2 separate regions of the Mus musculus genome follow, and region 1 is linked to region 2. A link is a contact called in public promoter capture Hi-C data. All regions are on one chromosome and are shown on one strand. Each heading gives the region's core, a stretch centred on a gene start, on an enhancer-like site or on the middle of the called end of the contact. The rest is flanking DNA. Distances are from core to core; before and after follow the strand shown. Region 1 overlaps Gm38528 (a long non-coding RNA gene). Region 2 holds the start of Hat1 (histone aminotransferase 1).

Evidence for each region. Promoter capture Hi-C pulls out the DNA fragments that hold promoters and counts their contacts.
Region 1: a contact with region 2 is called in a promoter capture Hi-C map of embryonic stem cells, with 2.4 times the contacts expected there. The contact joins the enhancer-like site here to the promoter of Hat1 in region 2. A contact is called at or near these places in 10 of 39 promoter capture datasets (the 3T3-L1 cell line, the HPC-7 cell line, embryonic stem cells and 4 more) and 3 of 115 datasets of contacts at active chromatin or transcription factors (embryonic stem cells, large pre-B cells and memory CD8 T cells).

The regions. Positions count from the first base shown.
Region 1 is chr2:70,707,835-70,713,306 of GRCm38.p6, reverse strand. It overlaps Gm38528 (a long non-coding RNA gene), which reads right to left. Exons shown (of 4, transcript XR_866403.3): 2 at 3,505-3,564; 3 at 2,184-2,267; 4 at 667-1,495. It overlaps Tlk1 (tousled-like kinase 1), which reads left to right. Exons shown (of 20, transcript NM_172664.3): 20 at 1-900. Among named protein-coding and RNA genes, the nearest start is that of Gm38528, 6.2 kb to the right of the region's middle. Within about 2 kb of position 4,091, at least 19 of the 459 cell types and tissues checked have an H3K27ac peak or open chromatin away from gene starts, as enhancers often do. A contact at or near this core is called in embryonic stem cells, where this site is marked.
Region 2 is chr2:71,387,032-71,392,629 of GRCm38.p6, reverse strand. Hat1 (histone aminotransferase 1) reads right to left here and starts at 3,370. Exons shown (of 11, transcript NM_026115.4): 1 at 3,326-3,370; 2 at 2,632-2,727. The coding sequence starts at 3,332.

The DNA.
Region 1 (5,472 bases), core at 2,842-5,341, 680 kb after region 2:
TCCAGGGCTTTCAGTGGGTTAGATTAACAGGCGTTTTTCTTTTGTTTTCAGGCCTGGTTCATTAAAACAGAAGACAGTGTGTAACCAAAAGCAGGCCAGTTGTATGCAGGATAATGATGAATTCCCTTCTGGCTCTATTGTAAACTACTGTACAGATGTCGGATTACAATTACTGAGTTTCAGCAGCTTATTCTTGTACAAATGTTTAAAAATACGGCTTTTCTAATTGGATATTGTATTTTTTTTAAGTCTTCTTGAAGGCGCTTTAATTGCTGCTAAATGATATTGCTTTTTTGCTATAAAAAATTGAATGACCTTGAAGGCACAAGTTGACTGTACATCATAGAGAGATATTAAAAGCAGGCACTCGTTAACAATCAAGGCATGTGCAGTGATCCATGCTGGGCATATTGAGTTCTTCAAATCAGTTTTTTAGGTTCTGGAGCTGTGGAACACATAGAAACTAGATTTATAAATTGTTCATGGTTATTCTACATTTCTAGAAAGTTCTTAGCATCAAGGTGGGATGATAGTCCCATAGAATGTTTCTCGTGGTTTGTACAGATTTGTTAAAATGTGAACATTTTCTAACTACCTTGTGTGGTAGAAACCAATATTTTTTTGGGGATGCTGTATTTCATTCTTGAAAGGATTTTTTTTTCTTTATTGTCAAATTCATAATGCCGAGACTTACATGTAAGTTGTCCATGGTGCAGACAACAGGCTATCCCTGCCAGCCGCCCCTAACATGTACAGTTACACTGTGGCTCTTACCTGGTGTTGCAAGCCATTTCGTTTGTTTGTTTTCATTGTACATAGACACACTGTCTGTTTAAGATGCTGCTGGAATTATAGAGAATGTAGCCAAACAGTAATAAACAATGACAGTAAAAATGTAAAGACTGTGAAAATTACACTCAAAGAACCCTTAAGATTGAGGGTAATAACATAGCTGCTTTACTTAAAAGGCAGGTAAATTCCTTATGCATACTCAGGACAAGCAGGAAGTGTTTCAGGTTGTTAAAGTTAAAAACAAAGTTTAGAAAAAATATTAATAAGAGTATCGGAGATAACGTACCCATGTCTTCTAAGTTTTTCCAAATGTAGATTTAAATAGCCTACTAATACTTGGGCTCAGTGAACCAGTATAACCTTTGTGAGGAACTGGTGCTAGCTGCTAAATAATGTCCATGTTACTCTGGCAGTTTCTACCCATTTGTCTTGAGGTGCTAGCTGTTTTCTTGTCTTCTGGAGTCATCACTGCAGATAAAGTGCACAGTTCTCATCCCTGGGTTGGAGTTTATTGGGAGTAGTTTACTGGGAGAGTTTTGAACTTAGCTCATGGGCTAAGTCCTCAGCATACTGCCCACCAAAAAACAGTAAGTGTGTGCACTTTAATAAACACATGGATGTTGAAAGGAGCAGAGGCTGCCAGGACGACATCACGTTGAGGGTGGGAGATGTGGTTGGTTTTCCGGATGGCCACCATCTTTTCCTACAAAAGAACTTGAGTTTAAATGTGAACACATCAGGTCCTTTTCTAGTATCACTGTAAATTTCCATGTTTTTAAAATAATTTTTCTTCTGAATACACTGAATTTCAGTGTTTTAAAATATTTAGCCTAATTCCAAAACTGCTTTGACAGCTAGTTTCTAAATTGAATTTTTGGATTTTGGCTCATTCTGTAGTGGTTTTTGAGTGTGTATAGCTTGTCCATTTGTATCTGAATTGGCTTTCCCACCCAAAATGCATCTCCACTTATCTTACCTCCTCCCCCCACCCCCATTAATTACTTTATCTAGAGTCTGGTTATGTAGTCCAAGCTGGCCTCAAAGTTGATAGCAATCCTCCTGCCTCAGCCTCCAGAATGCTGGAATTATGTGTGGGCTACTTCACTCAGTGTAGTGGTTTGAATAGGTTTGGTCCCCATAGATTAGTGTGTTTAAGTGGTTGGCCCATAGGAAATGGCACTACTAAGAGGTATGACCTTGTTAGAGTAGATGTGGCCTTGTTGAAGGAAGTGTGTCACTCTGGAGGTGGGCTTAGAGGTCATATATATGCCTAATCTCCTCCCAGTGTGGAACAGTCTCCATTTGGGTGCCTTCGGATCAAGATGTGGAACACTCTCATCTGTTTCTCCAGTACCATGTCTACCTGCATGCTGCCATGATAACGGACTAACCTTCTGAAACTGTAAGCCAGCCTCAGCCAGATGTTTTTCTTTATGAGTCACCTTGTTCATGGTTCTCTTCACAGCAGTATAACCCTAAGAACACAAGAGCAAAGATAGCAGAGCTGTCGAGGGGGTTGGGGTTCGGAAGCCCCCTGAGTGTGTACAGTGCATGCCCACAGGGACTGCTTGTCAGTAGGCAGACCAACTTTACTCAGAGTGACTGAAGGTTTATAAAGTTTGGGGGACTGAGGGTAGGGACATCCAAGATGAGCAAAGGCCATTATTGGCTGAGGACTTTAAGGGACCTAGAATGCCTCATTAGCATGGGGAATCCTCTTGGTAGTCTTGGATGCAGGTTGAATGACTAGGTTTATCAGGAGAAAGGAAATCGATCCTGCAAACTAACCAAGGCTAAATGACATTCCTCGGTAGAGGCAAGTGTGGGGCTTAGAATACCCCAGACAAGGCCAGAGAGAAAACCTCTGCCTAGGAGCGGAGTCGCACATATGTGCCCAGCCCAGAGGCAATCTGGTCGCAGAAGACTCATTTAGAGCTTTCCCACACTAAGACACCCTGTAAAAAATTTTCAATAAGTAAGATTTGAGTGTATAAACCGAATTCAAGATTTATTTTTATAAAACCAAAGTCTCCAGTGACGAGCAGGGTGTGTGGCCCTGGCCTGAGCCCTCTTGGGCCTTGAGCTTGGATGTGAATCACCTGCGCAGGCCCACGCCTCCAGGCACAGAAACCTCACCACAGTTTTGGAAGCAGGATGGTAACAGCTGTTGTCTAGGTTCTCTGTCCCTAGGAAAGGATTCTGGAGGGGATACCCAGAGCTGGGCTAGAAGGACCCTGCTGTGGCCAGTGATGGCTATGCGCAGAGCTCTGCTGTGCTTTTCCGTTATCTTTCTGTGTCTCAGTCGTTTGAAGTAAGATGGGTGGATGGACGGACTGCTCTTCAATAGAGGAAGCTGACGTAACAGCCACATGCTCACTGATGCATCAGAAGAGGAGAGACGGGCCAGGCGGTGGTGGCGCACACCTTTAATCCCAGCACTCGGGAGGCAGATTTCTGAGTTCAAGGCCAGCCTGGTCTACAAAATGAATTCCAGGACAGCCAGGGCTACACACACACAGAGAGAGAGAGAGAGGAGAGAGAGAGAGAGAGAGAGAGAGAGAGAGAGAGAGAGAGAGAGAGGGAGGGAGGGAGGGAGGGAGGGAGGGAGGGAGGGAGGGAGGGAGGGAGGGAGGGAGGGAGAGAGAGAGAGAGAGAGAGAGAGAGAGAGAGAGAGAGAGAGAGAGAGAAGGAGCTGGGCATCATAACACATACCTGCAACCTCGGAATCAGGGATGTGTGGAGGAGAGAGAGAGCATTATAGCCTGGCTGGGCCTATAAAAAGGTAGACAGACAGACAGACCAATCTATCTATCTATCTTTGGAAGCCTGAAATGTCACTTTTCAGTGGTGACAAAAATCAAAGAGCAAGTGTGACTTTTTATATCATCATAAAAGAGCAAACCTAAAGAAAAGTGTTGGAACGCTGTCAGCACTCACTGTTGGTGCTGAGTCACTGGAGCGCACCCTTGTGACTAAGCTCATTTCAGGTAAGATGAAGGTGAGTGCAAACCAGTGCTGTCCTTGCTGTGTTCCCATGCCTTCTGCAGGCGGGCCACCCACCAGTAGGACCTGTGTGCCCTCCCCAGAGAGGCTTCCGGGGTGTTGATGCCTCCCCATGGAGGAGCCAGAAAGTAGCTCTGGGCTTCTCCCTGCCCACTGTTCTCTTCCTAAGGAGAGCCTTGGAACTGACTCAGTAGCTCACTCAAAAAAAGTTCTGGAAGTTTGGAAAAGCTTCAGTGCGTCTCTCCACGTCTAAGGACTGAAAAGCATGCGCACCCCTGCCCCCTCAGGCGTGCTTCCCGCCCCCTCACGCACACTTCCCGCCCCCTCACGCATGCCACCATGGGAGCACTCAGCACAGCCTGCCTTCCACACAGAATCCATTTCAGATTTTCATGTAAGCTTCAAGGCTCCTTGACTGTTGGGAAAGCCTTAGGCCAAACCATGACCCCACCATCTCATCTGAGTTAATTGCCTGCTGTATATGTGTTAATTCATCCACTTAGCAGGCGATACCAAGGTCTTCTGTAAGACAGGGTAGTCATCAAACTTAGACACTAAAGTTGCTGAAAAATGAATGTGGTGTTTAGCTGTGGTTTTAGGTGTTTCAATTTTTTAATTATCTTGTCTACTAATGACCAAATTCATACGTTCTTTTTAAAGATTCAGGAAAAGGATAATGTGGGGACGGGGTGGAGGAGGCTGGCGTCTCTGGCTTGGAAGTCAGCTGTGGCTTTGTCTTCCATATTAGTTTATTAGTGTGAGCATAGTCACTAACTTCTATGGGAGGCTTCCACATCTGTAAACTTTACTAACTGCCCCTGCCTAGCAGGAACCTAGCACAGGAACCCACACCTGAGTGAGGGTTAGAGACACCCCCCTCCAGGCCCCCCCAGCCAGCCATTGGGCGGCCCTAAGAAGAGATGGACGACTGGGCAGCAGCCAGCCCCTGGTTTTGATGTGCTTTTGAACCCATATCTGGGCATGACAGTCAGTATGAGGCCTGCCTGTGGCTCTCAAGAGTCCCTCAACTGCCTTAGCACATGGGGGTGGGGCACAGTTGGGTAGGTTGGATTCTGTCTCCCAGGTAAATGCTGCTCCCCACTTTGTGCTCTGTGGATCTGCAGCCACGGTGGACACTAACACTGGTGGCTGGCTTGTTAACATTTTTTTTCCCATGACAATTTTAACTCTCCAGTAGGAATGGGTTTTCCTTCAGTTTGTAAAGCTTTTTCAGAAGAATAGGTTATCTAGCAGACACAGTTTCAGCTCCGAAACATAGTTTCAAGTCTAAAAGAAACCTCTTTGAAGAGACCCTGCCCCCTCAGCATTATCAGAACACATTCATCAAGATTCGGAGTTCCCCAGGAGTGGCCATATTAGTTACGGAATCTAAAAAGCATGGGCAGGATTATCTTATGTGTGCATTAATCAATAGCGTGTTTACCTTACTTATCTTTGCTTCCCTCCAGCAATGCACATGGTTTTTGTTTTTTGGTGGGGTTTTGTCTTTTAGGAGAAAGAGCTATGTTAAAGTGTAATTTTATTTTGTTGGGTTTCTTTCCTTTTTAATTCTAAAAGAAGGTCTTGACCTTTAGTATTAAATGGGCTGATTTGTAAGGATGCTTTAGAGAAAATAATTGACTTTCTAGTGGCGCTAATGTTAAATGACCACAAAAT
Region 2 (5,598 bases), core at 2,121-4,620:
AAAAAAAAAAAAAAGTCTGGGCTGGAGAGATGGCTGGAGAGTGGTTAAGAGTGCTAACGGTTCTTCCAGAGGTCCCGAGTTCAATTCCCAGCAACCACATGGTGGCTCATAACCATTTGTAATGGGATCTGATGCCCTCTTCTGGTGCATCTGAAGACAGCTACAGTGTACTCATATAAATAAATAAATCTTTAAAAAAAAGTGTTTAAAAAAAGGAATCCATAGTAGATATACACTATGCTCTTTACACATGTAGGGGAACAGTTAATACACAGATAACATAGACAGATCAAAAGAAAAAGAGCCAGATATGGTAGTGGACACCTATAATTGCAGCACTTGGAAGTCAAGGGGTATTTAAAGCCATCCTCAGTTACAAGAGACCCCCATCTCAAAAAAAAGAAACAAACAACAAATTATGTTAAGAAAAACAAACGAACAAACAAAAAAACAGGTTATAACAACAAAAATATGGTGGTAGTATGGGTACTTTTGTGGGAGGCAATGTCACTAAAGAATAGTACATTCCCTTCATCTGCCTTGACCTCTATGCAGCTGTGGTTGCCTTTCAACTCCTGATCCTCCTGCCTCCACGTCCCAGGTGTTAGGATTACAGGTATACACCACAAGTAGAAATATGTGGCTCTCCAGAGTTCACTGCCCTGCCATTCTCGCAGAAATTGCTAGAGACCCCATGTCATGGAAGTAACAGTGGAGAATGACAAAGAAAGCGGGTATCCTCCACTGGCTTCTGCATGTGTGCAAACTGTTATGTATACATCACACATTTTCAAGCTGCAGAGAAAGCACATTATATAACAGAATGCCAGTTTTAGAAAAATAACATATGTAAGTACAGAAAATACCATCTTGATTAGGAGTCTGTGGAGTGAAGGTTCAGTAAACTATGACCTCTTGTCACAATCACTGGATTAGTTGCATTGGTTCTAGTTTCATTTCTGGCGCTGTGATAAAACACTGACTAAAAGCAACTCTGTCAAGGATTTAAATGGCTTATGATTTCAGGTCCATCACTAAGGGAAATACAAGACCAGCCTGGTTTACAGAGTAAGTTCCAGGACAGTCAGGAGCCTACATTTAGCCTGGGGTAATGATTCTCTACCGTCTGTCTTTGCAGATGTCCTTTCTGAACATTTTAAACAAATGGACACACTATACTGGTTTTGCCTGCCTTCTTTTACTTAGCATGTTTTTCAGATTTCTCCACATTGTGTGACAGGTATCAGAACTTCTATTGTCAGACAATATTCCACTGAATAACTATGGCATACTTTATCTGTTTACCAACTGCTTTATGAGTTGTTTACACTTTTTGGCTATTGTAAATAACTCACTTTTAAGTATTCATGTATAAATGAACATCTTCACTTCCCTTGAACAGACACCTAATAAAAGGGCTGGCTCACGTAGCTAATTTATGTTTGTTTTTTTTTTTAAACTAGGGCTGGTGAGATGGCTCAGTTGATAAGAGCACCCGACTGCTCTTCCGAAGGTCCGGAGTTCAAATCCCAGCAACCACATGGTGACTCACAACCATCTGTAACAAGATCTGACGCCCTCTTCTGGAGTGTCTGAAGACAGCTACAGTGTACTTACATATAATAAATAAATAAATCTTTAAAAAAAAAAAAAAAAGAGCACTGGTCTCTTCCAGAGGTCCTGAGTTCAATTCCCAGCAAACACATGGTGGGAATCTGATGTCCTCTTCTGGTATTCATGAAGATAGAGAAAGCACTTATGAACATAAAATACATTTAAATTTTTTTTCCAAACCAAAGTTGTTATATCATTTTAGATATAATACCAGCAACCCATGAATTTCCACATCCTAACCAACAGCTGTTATTATCATATTTGCAATTTTTTTTAAAAAGATTTATTTATTATATCTAAGTACACTGTAGCTGTCTTCAGACACACCAGAAGAGGGCATCCGATCTCATCATAGATGTTTGTGAGTCACCATGTAGTTTCTAGGATTTGAACTCAAGACCTCCGGAAGAACAGTCAGTGCTCTTACCAGTCCTGCTCCCTGGGGCCTGAAGATTGATTGATTGAATGATTATATGTAAGTACGAGCACCAGAAGAGAGCATCAGATCTCATTACAGATGGTTGTAAGCCACCATGTGGTTGCTGGGATTTGAACTCAGGACCTCTGGAAAAACAGTCAATGATCTTAACAGCTGAGCCATCTCTCCATCCCCCATTTGCAATTTTTTCCCCCGAGACAGGGTTTCTCTGTATAGCTCTGGCTGTCCTAGAACTCACTCTGTAGACCAAGGCTGGCCTCGAACTCAGAAATCCGCCTGCCTCTGCCTCCCAAGTGCTGGGATTAAAGGCATGCGGCACCACTGCCTGGTGTATTTGCAATTTTTAAGATGAGATCACATATACTTTCTGCCACACTATCTTTCACTTTCTTATCACTATCTTTCCCCTACCCCTTCTACCGCATGAACTTAGAGAACTGCCTAAAATCTCCATGTCCAGTCAACGCAGAAAGTACCTGTTACGTAATCGTCTTAACCTCAAGCTGTGTTTCCTATTTTAAAGGCTCTGTTAAATACAGGGCTGCACACACAGAACTCCTCTGAAAGGAAATACGCACCTAGTTTCAGCTCGATTGCTGTGTTGGTGTTACACTTGTACTCTGCTAGTTTCTTCTCCACGGCACTCTTATACTCCACCAGAAATTTCTCCAAGGCTAGAAACGAATAAAGCACAGCAAGAGGATTCTACTACACACAGCACAGAAGTTCCATTCTAAGTGACAAGTTGGGCAGTGTAAAAACGACTTTCTCAAAGGACATCTAAAAAAACAATGATCTCAGGAATCCTGAAGGGTTATGAGACCCTGAGTGTGCCCTGAACCAGGGCAGGGCAGCAGCACCGCGCTCGCTCAGAAGTTGGCTGGGAGGGAGGTGGGCAGGGCCCTGGAGAGGATCAGCTGGCGGGAACTGGACCTAATGGGTTACATTAGGGCGACAGTGAGCAAAGGGGAACGAGGGGGTGAAAGGCTCCGAGGCAGACCGCGCTCCACCAGACCAAACTGAGCGCCTTGCCTGAGCTCAAGGCCCGGGAGGCCCACGGGAGGCGCCGAGCGTCAGCACCGGGGGCGGTGGCGCCGAGCGCGGCCCACCGGGAGCCAGTCCCCGACCCTCAGTGCCTCGCGGAAGGGAGAGGCCTTCTGGAACCTCTGCTAGAGCCCGAAAGTTCCAGGCGGCCACTGTCACGGCCGCCTCAACGTTCTTCCCCAGAAGCACCCGCCTCCTCCCCTTGCTAAACTTTTCCCGGGAACTTACCCGCCATTTCCGAGCTCCGAGCGCCCGCAGCTGAGGAAGGACAAATCAACCCGCGCGCTCCCGGGCCGGAAGTGACCGCAAGGACTTACGCGTTTCCCCCGCCCATCCTCGGCGAGCCACGAACCAATGAGAGGGAGAAGGTCCAGGCGCGCGGCGGCGGAAGTGCCTCAGGAGGCGGGGCTAGCACCGTGAGAAGGCGCCCGCGGTTGCCTAGCCACCGCACGTGAGGATGCCCTCACCCCATGTCTTCGGCGTCCCAGCCTGTGCGGCTTGCTGGCCACTAGAGACTTGCTTAGAAATTAATGTGAATTCTCAAACAGCTTAAGGCGATTGTCCTTCCCATCTTTTGGCCCGAACGCAAGTTTTTCTGTGGGGGTTTCATTTCGAAGTTTTTAAACTTTTTGATTCAACTTTGCCATAACCCATTTTAAAAGGTTCCTCTGAATTTTATTCGTATTTTGGAGCTGGGTGACCAATTCAGAGTCATACTTATGGTAGACATAAGGCTCTGCCACTAACCCATTATAGACTTTCTTTGTGCTCCCAAATTGAAAAATAGTGCCATATTAAAGAACTCAGGGACCCAAAATGGAAGACTCCCGAAAGCTGTGCTCTGATTACATGCTAGCGTGCACAACTATTAAAAGTAAAATTTAGAAATATACCTGCTTTTGCTCTTAAGTTTTCTGGACAACCATTTAGCTCACTAAAAGTGGTTACTAACACTACCTCAAGTGGCTTGATTTAGTTGGACTTGTATGAGGTCCTAGTGGCTTGAACTAATCATAGGATACTACCCATTTTTAATCATGGGCCTTATTATTTAGTTGCTTTTGGATTTTTTTTTTTCTCCCAGAGGATAATTTGCTATTTACCTCTACGATGGTATTCAAATACCAGACTCCCTGGTGTCAACACATTTGCTGATACGCTTTAAAATGATGCATGCCGTATGGAAAGTTGATCTTTGGTATATCGGGTCTCTCTAGAAAAGAAGGAACCAATGGAATGAACATATATTAAAAGATGACTTACCACCTTGGCTTATGTGGTACACTTGGAGAGGCCAGACAGTGGTTGTCTCACAGCAAATGCTGAAAACCTGGTGGTCAGTCCTCAAAGCTAGGAGCCTCAGCCCAATCTGCCTGTGAAGACCTGAGGGACTCCTGGAGAACTGTTGGGTCTCTGCCTAGCAAGGTTCTAATACCAGCGCTTGAGAAGGCTAGGCTGACTCCATGACAGGCTTCAAATTGGCAGTTAAGGAGGTTAGGCCTAAATCTCTTACCAAGACCTGGGCAAGTCCAGGCAAGTCCAGGCCTCCGAAGCCGGCCCGCCACCTGTCTGGCCACCTGTCTGGCCCGAGGCAAGGACAATGGGTCAGCAGCAGTTTCCAGGCCTCCCCCAACAAGTTTACAGCCTCTCTACCCCGGCAATGGAATGTCAGTAGAGATGGACCCAACAGATTATCATAGAGGTCACCTACCCCAGAACTCCCTAATGTGCTTTAAATCAGGCCTCTGAGCTCACTTGGGTGTCTCTCTACCTGGGTCATGGGAGACCCAGCTTGCTAGACTTCTGCAGAATTCAACACTCTTTGTGGTTACATACTATTGGAGTCCAGGGTGACATCCTTCAGCAAATCATGGACCCTTACACACCAAAAAGGTCAATGAACTCTCCAGTGAGAATGAAGGTTAAGGAGGCAAGTTAGCAAAGCTTTCTTTCTGCCTTTTACCTGGGCCATTACCAGAAGGTGCTGCTCACACTTAAAGTGAGTCTTCTCCCATCAATTAAGATGATCAAGGCAATCCCCAGCAAACATGCTCACACTAATATAGGTTTGTGTGGGTCATATATGTATGTGTTATATAGTATATATGTGTATATATGTATGTAGTATGTAATACATATATGCATGTATGTGTGTATATAAACATTTATATGTGTGTATTTTGTTCTATGCCATGGTGACAGTTAAAACTAACCATCACACGTGGTGAAATAGTCTAGAATTAATATGCTCTCTAGTATTAGAGATAAAAAAAATATATAGCTAAAGTGATAGATTGTGCCTAAGCTCATTGCACCCGGGAGTCTGAGGCAGGAACATCAACTCATCAGTTTGAGGTTAACCTGAACTGTGATTGAGAAGAATCTGCCAAAAGAAGAGGTGGAAGGCGAAAGGGAAGAAGAGGATAAGGACCAACAGCACATACCTATAACACCCCCCCCCCCGCCCCGCACGGGGGGGGGGGGGGGGAAGGCAGGAATTC